Linked DNA regions of Mus musculus: region 2 is linked to region 1. The links are chromatin contacts, called in public promoter capture Hi-C maps. All regions are on one chromosome and are shown on one strand. The core of a region is the stretch at or near the end of the contact, and the rest is flanking DNA. Distances in the headings are between cores, read along the strand shown. Region 1 has its middle 79 kb from the start of Neurl1b. Region 2 overlaps Ergic1 (endoplasmic reticulum-golgi intermediate compartment (ERGIC) 1).

Evidence for each region. Capture Hi-C pulls out chosen DNA fragments and counts their contacts.
Region 2: a promoter capture Hi-C map of adipose tissue shows a contact between it and region 1. The contact joins two enhancer-like sites. A contact is called at or near these places in 1 of 484 Hi-C or Micro-C datasets (embryonic retina) and 1 of 9 other capture datasets (adipose tissue).

The regions. Positions count from the first base shown.
Region 1 is chr17:26,333,240-26,338,399 of GRCm38.p6, forward strand. No RefSeq gene overlaps it. Among named protein-coding and RNA genes, the nearest start is that of Neurl1b, 79 kb to the right of the region's middle. Within about 2 kb of position 3,027, at least 8 of the 459 cell types and tissues checked have an H3K27ac peak or open chromatin away from gene starts, as enhancers often do. A contact at or near this core is called in adipose tissue, where this site is marked.
Region 2 is chr17:26,608,616-26,613,775 of GRCm38.p6, forward strand. Ergic1 (endoplasmic reticulum-golgi intermediate compartment (ERGIC) 1) reads left to right here. Exons shown (of 10, transcript NM_026170.3): 2 at 1-39. Among named protein-coding and RNA genes, the nearest start is that of Gm41553, 31 kb to the right of the region's middle. Within about 2 kb of position 2,891, at least 83 of the 459 cell types and tissues checked have an H3K27ac peak or open chromatin away from gene starts, as enhancers often do. A contact at or near this core is called in adipose tissue, where this site is marked.

The DNA of each region.
Region 1 (5,160 bases), core at 1,777-4,276:
GATTGGTACCACTCACAGTGGGCTGAGCCTTTCTACATCAGTTAGTAATCAACAAAATGCCCCATAGACATTCCCACAGGCAAATTTGATGGAGACAATTCCTCAGGTGAGGGTCCCATTTCCCAGGTGTGCCAGTTGACAACTAAGGTTAGCTGTCACAGCAATCAAGCTCAGAAAAGACACCATGGATTCCCAATGTGTGGTTGTAACTGTATGACATTCTGGAAAATTCAAAGCTACAGAGTGAAAAGGTGAGTGATATCCAGGGGCAGGGATAGGGATGGAAAATAGAGCAGAGGTTAGTAAGAGAGAGCTTGAAATGGTTCCATCTGATACCACTGCGTGCACACCAATGCACAGCTGTCTACCTAGAGACGTGCTCACCCAGGATAAAGCTTAGTGTCAACCACCTACTGTAATTGATAATGCTTTGTTAATGTAGCCCATTGTACTTGTCACAGGGGTGTGGGCTGCTCACCAGTGGGAAGTGGAGCACCTGTGTTCTTACCACTTTATTTGTTGTGAAACCAACACTGCTCTATCAGGGGAGTTTACCCTCTTTAAAGAAGGAAAAAGTAGGGACACATTTTACAGCATGGTTGAATCTCGAGATCATTGTGTGACATGAAAACAGCCAACCACAATGGTGTGTGTTGACACAAAAAGCTACAGAAAACAGGGAGTGTGGCAGTAGTATTGTGATGGGAGCTGGTGGGGTTCAGGCAGGCAGCAGCTACTGGATGCAGCTTCTTCTTGCTGTCATAAAGATGACATAAAGTAGGTGTGTATTAAAACCTATCATGCTGCATAATGCTTGAGTTGCAAGTTGGTTGAGCTACATCATCGGTACTAGCAAAATGAAAGATAGAGTAGCTAAGAAGGTGGTAAATATTAAGCAACAATAGAAACAATATATTATAGAACCTTAGAACACGGGTGTGGTTAAAATATAGAGCAATTATCAAAAGCAAGGGAGGGAGACTTGGTGTTAACATTGTCTACAGTCTTTCTATTGTTTGGGAGGCCAATGAAGGAAGAGTCAAGCACATTCCTGTAAGACGGCTGTTTGAGTCCCCGTCGGCTGGAAATGGTGGAGTGAACCTATGTTCCAGCCACCCAGGAGGCAAGGCAGGAGAGGATGCGAACCTAGGCCAGCTTGAAAATTCTGTGAGGCCATTTCTCCTTTTTATGCAGGGCTTTAAAAAAGGTCAGTGTTGCCAGGCATGTGCCTGTAGTGCAGTACTTGGAAGGCAGAGGCAGGAGGAATGCTGTAAATTTGAAACCAGCTTAGTCTTGAGAGTGACTTTTAGGCCAGACAGTGATACATAGTAAGACTCTGTCTCAAAACAGAAGTAAGAACAAAGAAAGTCAAGGTATTAGAGAAAAAGAAACAGTTTTGTTAGAGGGAAAAGAAACCCTATAAATCATTATATTAAATTACACTAAAAGCAAATTGATAAAATATTCTATTTAAAGGTTTTAAAACTGTCAAGTTGGGAATAAATACAAAACCTAACCATAATCTATTTATGAGGGTAACTTGGAAAACACAAGAATAGAGAATGGTTGAGATTTTTTTTTTTAATTGAAAGAAAGAGATACCAAGAGGAAACTGCTATTGCTCCATTCATTTCCTGGGAGGTAGAAGAAAAGGATGCCCAAGAGCCTGTGATCTCATTGTGGCAGTGCAGCAGCCTGAAACCACCCACACAGGCTTTAAAGATGTCGTGGACACTCTGTAGCATCTCCATAGGATGCAGATGAATTACTGTAACTGTTCATAGTCCTTTGGATGACCTCACACATGCTGAATGAAAATGCAATGAAACAAGACACAGAAGGATACAAAGTATGACTCCATTCACAAAAGAACCCCAAACCTCAGAATTCATTCTTTAGGCACGGTGAGGGCTTTATACCATGACGTCATCAACAGCGATCCCAAAACCCCAACTCTGTAATTATTCTCCCCCTAGAAGGACCCACTCATCTTCTCTATTCAGTGTTTTTCAAGCAAAACCTCCAGATGACTTTGAGCGGGCTCTATGTCTAAATGGGTCACAGGTCTGCCCACATAAGTGGGGCAGGGAAAGGAAGGAAAAGAACTGCAAAGAGTAAGGGAAAGAAGCCTGATCAACCTCCACAGTTCAAGACTTTATGGACCACACTTTGAAAGGGCAGGAGGTCCCATGAGACAGGGCAATGAAGGCAGGGTTAGGAAGGAACAAACAACGGGTTCCTTACCTGTTCTGGCCTTTACAATGTGCCCCCAACATGCCAGTCCTGGGGGCTTTTCTGGGTCATCCTTTGGGCTGTGGTGGCCACATTCCCTGTAGCATCACAATTACTCCACACCCCAGCTGGCTGGCACATGGCCAGCATGGAGTTGTGGAGTTGCAGCATTAAGGCTGCTTTCCTCAAGTGCCTAGGACAAGGGATCCCCAAGAAAACTGGAGGTACAGGCCTTTAGTCTGTGTCTGTGGTTGGGACAGCTGGGTGTGGGAGTTTAGCAGAACCAGGGCTTCCCCACAGTGGCTTCGGTTCAGGCTTGTCACCCCCTCCCAGTGTACTGGCTGCTCAGCTCAGACCATTTGTCTACTAACATGCATACCACAGCAAGGGCGGAGTTGCTTTGGATGCGTTGTTTGGTCCTTTGATTCTTGCAGAGTAAGGGTAAGTATAGCTGCTGTATAGTGTATCAAAAGGGCACTGGGTTGGCTGATTGCAGTGTAGACTGGAGGATGTTGGTGACCAAGAATCCAGTCAGGTCATCCCCAGGGCATGGCCTGATTAGAACACTACTGTTACTCTGGCTGCCAAGGGGCCCCTGGAAATCTAGACTCTCAACCCCATACCTCTACTGCCCAGCACTCAAGATCCCCAATGTCTCAGCTCTAGTGATGAAATGATTTGGAAGGACATCTGTTTCTCTCTGTCCCTTATTTATCTTGTGTCTCAGATATGGTCCTTTGACAGGCTATGGGATCTGGGAAACATGTCAGCTGGCATCAGTAGACAGATGTGACTCATCACATATTGCAGCAACCATCTCTCCAAGCCTAGGCGAGGGGCAAAGACACTGGCAGACAGCAACCACCATGGCACAATCTCCATTGCTGGGCATTAGGGACAAGAGAAGATCTGGGAACAGCCCTGAGACTAGAAGATGAGATACACAGTCCATTGCAGGGCAGGGCTCACAGTGAGCACAAAGAAGACAGTGGATTCGGCTTTGGGTGCACCTTCTATAAAACAGGAAGACAGGCTGAGCATCCCTCATCCAAAATGCTTGGGATCAGAAGTAGTTCAAATTTCATATTCTCACTCACTTAATGGAGCATATTGGGGAGTGGACCCATGTCCAAACATGCTTCATGTGTACCTTATACAAGCAGCACTGGAGATAATGTTATACACTTTAAAAATAGGTGTGCAGGAAACAAAGCTTTATGGTGTGGGTCTTCCTCTTGCACTTCATGTTTGGAAGCTGTGATGGTTTGTAGATGATTGGCCCAGGGAGTGCCACTATTAGGAAGTGTGACCTTGTTAGAGTAGGTTTGTCACTGTGGGTGTGGGCTTAAGACCCTCATCTTCAATGCCTGGAGGTCAGTCTTCCACGAGCAGCCTTCAGATGAAGATGTGGAACTCTCAGCTCCTCTGGCACCGTGCCTGCCTGGATGCTGCCGTGTTCCTGCTTTGATGATAATGAACTGAGCCTCTGAACCTGTAAGTCAGACCCAATTAAATGTTGTCCTTCTAAGACTTGCCTTGGTCATGGTGTCTGTTCACAGCAGTAAAACCCTAATTAAGACAGAAGTATTTTCAATTCCCGGTTCCCAATTAGAACTCAATCTTCGTGGTTTCCTATGGTGGTCTGTGTCTTAGGGTTGTCATGGCTGTGATGAAGCACCATGACCAAAGCAACTTGTGTTTATTTGTCTTACATATCCTGAGTCACAGTCCGTTGAGAGAAGCCACGGTAGGAACTGAAACACAAGAGGAGCCTGGAGGCAGGAGCTGATGCAGAGACCATGGATAGCTAGCTTATTCCTCACGGTTTGCTCAGCCTGCTTTCTTATATTGCTGAGGACCACCAGCCCAGGGGTGGCACCATTCACCATTGTCTGGGCCCTCCACATCAATCACTAATTGAGAAAATACCCTACAGGCCTTCCTATAGCTCAGTTTTATGGAGGCATTTTCTCAATTGAGGTTCCTCTTCTTAGATGATTCTAGGTTGTACCAAATTGATACAAAACTGATCAAGCGCCGGCCTTGGCACTGAAGAGGCTTTTGTACACAGCTACCATGCTGCTACTCCCAAAGAAGAGCGGCAGAGTTCATTCTATACCTTGACAAAGCCAGAACAATTATTTGGGGATTAAACCTTAGGCTCTGGAGCCAGATCACTGAGCCCCAAACCTATTTCTGCTACAAAGTGCCACAGACCACCCCAGTAGGGTGTGGGGTTACCAAAATAACTGAATAATTCTTCATTGAAATGGGATCAACACAGTTAGTTAGACTACATTTGGAACAGCTGACCTGATGAGATCGTTTTACTTTAATAATTTTTAAATCTGAGGACTGGCCAGCGAGCATACCATAAGGATAGTTTAGGCAATTAGACCTAATTGCCAAAGGAGTGCTCTTAGATTCCTTAGGCTTTAAAAAAAAAAGAACCATGTTAGTTGCAGCAAAAAGTCTAAATAACCCTGAAAAAACATTAGAAATATTATGTGAAAGAGAATGACTGACATAAATAGGTTCCACCCATCCTGCAGTAAACCAGCTATTAACAGACTCATTCGTAAATGTGTCAGGCCTATATCCGTGAAAGAGCTGTAACTCATTAGTTAATTGTTTCCTATAATCATAAAATGGTGAGACTATGGAATAACCATAAACTTTTTCTTGAGTTTTCCAAGGATCATGTACTGAAGCCCCAAAAATTAAATCCACATTTAAGCCATCTTGGACTATCACCTGAAAGCAAGGATACCCACAATTTATCATTGTCCCGATATTCTTGTGGACATTCTTTCAGAGGCATAGGTTCTTTTGGCCCTTAGAGATTTCATTATAGTTATAATAACACAAAATCATTATTGAAAGCTCCCACATTAATCTTTTACGATTCGGGGGGTGCCAGGGTCTATC
Region 2 (5,160 bases), core at 1,641-4,140, 280 kb after region 1:
CCAAGGACCTCACACAGCCGACATATACTGGTGCCATTAGTGAGTAACTGCCCTTCTCACCATTAACCCAACCCTCTGCCTAGACCTCAAATATCCATGCTCCCACTCTCTGCAGATCTCTGGAGAAAGGAGGAAAGAAGGAAAGGCAGATGGGAGAGGAGACATGCCTAGCATCCCACAAGCCCTACATCTCTCTCCATGAAGCATCTCTATCCTTGCTATATAACCCTGCAAGGTAGAGTGGCCAGCTGTAACTATACAGCCAGGGCAGCCAGCCATAACTAGAAGGATGCAGAAAAATACCAGTGCAGGGTCAGGATCCCTGACCTTAGAGTCTAAAACTAAGTCTCCTAGATCCAGAACTCTCTGAGAGGATCTAGCATGCACTGTAAGTGGAAAGTCCACCCCTGGCCCTGTGTGATGAGCGGCTTTGAAGATGTGATAGTACCTCCAGGCTGTAAGGATAAGTGCGCCAGAAACAGGAGCCACCCAAAATCTAAATAAAGACCAGTGAGATGACTCAACATTTGCTGTGCATGACTGATGGCCTGAGTTAGAGCCTCAGAACCCATGGTGGAAAGGCGTGCGCGCACACACGCGCGCACACAAACACACACACACACACACACACACACACACACACACACACACACACACTCATCATCATCAATAATAGCAGTATATTAAATACAAAAATTTTAAAAGTAGCCAGGTAGTGGTGGCCTATGACTTAAATCTCTTTAATCCAGCATTTGGGAGGCAGAGGCAGGTGGATTTCTGAGTTCGAGGCCAGCCTGGTCTACAGAGTGAGTTCCAGGGCATCCAGGGCTACACAGAGAAACCCTGTCCAAAACAAACAAACAAACAAACAGACAGACAGACAACAACAAGCGAACAAAAAAAAGTCCAAGCAAGCAGATCCGAGGTATGGGAGGGAGGCTTGCTTTACCTTCCTGCTTTTGAAATGATTTGAATTGTTAATAATTTTAGCCACTAAAAGAAATCACAAACTCACTCTAACTTAGTTCAATTAGAGGAACTAGGACATCTCAGAAAAGTGGCCATTTGCAACCCCAGGCAAGGAAGAGAGTTTCGCGTCATGTCAGCAGGACAAAAGGACCCAAGGACTCAAACTGGAGCATGACTCTGGTGGACTAGAACCCAAAGAATTAGGGGAAAGGCCTTTGAGCCTGTCATAAATGAACTGGGGAGGAGACGAACTCACTCAAGAACTCTGGTGACCCTGTGAATACCCCTCCCTCCCTCTCCCTCAAGTGTGAGGCGGCTGTAGCAACTCACTTCCACAGAAAAGAGATTAGAAGTGTAAGATGGTAGCTTTCCTGTAGGGAAACCTGCAGATGGCAGCTCGGCTGTGGGAGGGAAGTTGGCACCACCTCGATTGGTCGAGTGGATGAATGAACGCCTGATGTAAGATGTGCCTTGCCACTGAGGGATCTTTCCCACTAAGTTACCACCCTGGCGAATGTGACAGAGCAGCAGGGTCCCAGCCTGGGAGGTCTTCTGCCAGATACCTGGCCTGTATGCTGCTAGAGGAGCAAAGCTGAGGGGAGCGGAGGGAAGAGGGAAGGGTAAATTACAGAAGGGCTCAGGAGGAGGAAACTCAGGGTAGGAGCCAGAATTTGTTCCTGCCTAGAAACAGCCTTTCTGGAAGCTGGTGAAACCTGTGGCCGAGTTAGGAGCATGCAACAGTGTGGATCCCTCCACACTGACAAAGGGTGACCGAGTACCATGGTTACGTCAGATGTGAACAGGGCATCCAGGAGAAGCTGTGCAGGCACTGTCCTGGCTTTGCACTGATTGCTGTTCCACAACAGAAAACACCCCTCACCCCTTCCCCAAATATTTAGAACAAACCAAAGTCACCAGCAAGGAAGTGGGTAGGCTTTGGCTTCACACCTCAGATGCTTGGGGAAGGGAAGTGACTCATCTAAAATGTCACTGCTTACAGGAGGGGCAGTTGGGATTAGGTCTTGGATGCCCCCTGCATGCTTGGTATGGGGCAGAGAGCCTCACAACTGGTCCAGCCTTGCTGTGTGAATGGAGGCCAGGCTGTCAGCCTGGAGTCTACATTCTCAGGTAGATTGGTGACCTTTGGGGATCCCTGCAACTCCAGCTGTCTCTAACGCTCTTTCCAGCTGGGTTTCTTAAAGCAGCAGGCACCTTCTCCCGTTGTGAGGAAAAGATGGCTCTTCCTGGGTATTTGCAGGCTTTCCTGTGAGGAAGAAATGGCTTCATCCTCTTGGTTAGCGCCTATGTGTCCTGGGGCAAGTCCCTCCACCCCCAGCCCCAGGAAAAAAGACTTTCTTAGTCTATGAGAAACGTGGCCCCCTCCGTGCCACCACATAGCAGTCCCCACTCCCTGCAGATCTCTCTCCAGTCGTTACCTAACCTGTTGAACAATCAGGTATTCCAGGAGGTACTGCACATTGTCCTGCTCAGGGACCAGCTGTGCCATGCCCGGCTCCCTTGTCTCTGTTGCTGGACACACCTCTCCCACCTCCACCAACAGCTCTGCCTTCTATCCAGCTATCTCCTGTGGCATCATGGGTGGCCAGCCTGATTCTAGCCTATTGTCACACAAATGTCCTTGTCATGTTTTTGAATCTTCTGTAGTGTCACTATGAGGTAGCTCTCCAGGGCTTAGGGACACTGAGTCAAAGGGGACGTGCATTTGTCACTGTTTAGAAAATTCTGCCTGGAATGCAGCCCTCAGGAATGTGGTTTGATGAGCTTTTCCTTACATGAGGGGAAGATCTGAGGCATGAGAAGCCAGCCCTTAGCTACCATTTAGTACACAAATATTTATTAAGCTGGACCTAGGGCCAGACCCTGTGCCAAGCCGGGACCGTGCTGATGAATGGGCTTCGGTCTTTGTCCTTGAGGCTCAGGCAGCCAAGCCAGGCAGGCCAATTCAGGCCTGCGCCATTGCATTATGCTGTGGGATGGTTGCTATTAATAGCTGAAGGAGACAGCGAAATTCTGGGGCTTGAACGTCAGCCTATGGATTTTGTTTCCTGCCCTACAAGGCTCTTTCGACCTCAGAGGGACTCCTTGACTTTCTCCTGGGATATAAGGGTCTCAAGCTTGACTCCTTCAACTTGGCAACACCTGGCTTCTACTAGCAAGCCTCTGCTGGGGTCACATTCCAACTTCCCAGGGCCTGAGTCTGGAGTCAGAGAGCCTCCAAGCCTTGCCCAAACATGGACTGAAAGCCTTCATCCAGCCTTTGAGAGCTGAAGGTCTTGCTTGGAATACTTCCTCCCTGCTTTCATGGTTTCTCACTCTTTCAGTTATTCAATAAATATTTTTTTTCTGTGCCTTCTCTGAGCCAGCAATGTTAGGCCCTGAGGCCACAGTGGTACCAAGACCTCACCTCTGGTTCCTCTGTCTGAGACAGGAGTCAGGTGCACCCACCATAAGTACGGGTGGGGACAGGGCCATTGGACCCCACTGAGTTATCCTGTTTACCTGCTGGGTTACCCGGGCTTTGTGCCAAGCCTTGCGGAGGGAAGCACACAGATCTCAGAGAAAGGCCTCCCCAATCTCATTCCCCTACTGCAGAGTGGGTAGTTAGGACTTTGGGGTGTATCTGCAGGTGTGAAGCAGTAACAGCAGCCAGAAGACTGTCATTTATTCTAAAGTCAGCAGCAATGAGCCTCAGAAAACCTCCTGTGCCGTACACTCACTGCCGCGTCCGCTGGGGCTGGTGTGGACAGAATGGCACTGAAATGTGGGTCCTGGGTGGCACTGGACAGAAAGGCACAAGGTCCGACTGCAGGAGGCTTCGCCTGCTGCAGGTTCTTCCCCAAGAGGCAGTAACTACCAGTGTAGGCAGGAGAGCAGGAGCCAGGGGCTGGCTTGGTATCTGAGCTTCCCCCAGCTTCATCCCCCAGCTGGAAAGGATATTTGAGCTTAATCTCCATGCCGTGGACAGTACAGACCAAGGCCACTGTCTGGGACCAAACTGTTAACTGTTGCTGAGTATTTGAAGCATGGCTGAAAGGGGGTATCTGTCATGCTGTTATTAATTTAGAACAAAAAGGGCCTTAAAGTATGTATATCTGCATATATATATATATATATATACATATATATATATGTATATGTATATACACTTTTTCTTCTGTTTTGACTTTGAGTGAGAGTCTTGGCTAGCCTGGAACTTGCTGTGTAGTCTAGGCTAGGCTTAAAATTCGGCCAGTCCTTCCCACCTCTGCTCTTGAATTCTAGGCTTATAGATGTGGCCACTAGGCTGGCCAATAAATACTTGTGTGTGTGTGTGTGTGTGTGTGTGTGTGTGTGTGTGTGTGTGTGTATAATATAGTACTTATACTATATTATGTAATTATTAATACATGATGTTTAATAGTTACATGTGCTTATATGCCCAGCTGAAACTTTTTCTTGTTTATAATATGCACACATTCTCTATTTCTCCCCAAAGTAAAGCCTCTAAATGCCATCTCTATACAGCTTCATCAACGTGGGGCAGAGGTTATGAGTATTCCAGTCCCCATCTCTGTAGCTACAGACTCATCAGGCAGTTTGGGGGTATCCCATCTTACCCTTGCAGCCCAGGTTCTCAGGAGTCTTTCTAGGGGCTTAACCATAGAGGATAGGGGGGGTCCCAGTTCCTTGTCGCTCAGCCTGCGTTTCTACCCCAGAGCCACCATCAGGCTGGCACCATGGTGTCATGGTGGGGTAGTTTGTTAATGTACCACCCTGGGCATATAAATAGTAGGTGCTCAAAAATGATTGTCCTTCCTTCCCTGAAGACAGATAGGAAATTAGACAGGCGGCAGACAGACAGATGGACATGGATGGAGATGCTTTTCCACTGTTATCTACAGCCCTGTGTCACAGCAATGCTGCTGTTAGTTCAAAAGAGCAGAAATAGAAATGGAAGTCCATTCCAGTGTGTGGCACACCTCAGCTCGGCCTGGTGCTGTGCTGGCTGTCCCTATGGAGACCGCATGCTGACCAGGAGCAATGGCCCTCTGCCACTGGCCAGCAGCAGGACAGGACCGTGCCTGTCAGTAACCTGGGAAGAGAGGCCAAACTGCCGTATGGTTTCTGGTGAGGGAGCCCACTCTCACCCTGTTGTAAAGCTGACAACTCCCAAGATGGACGCTGGCTACA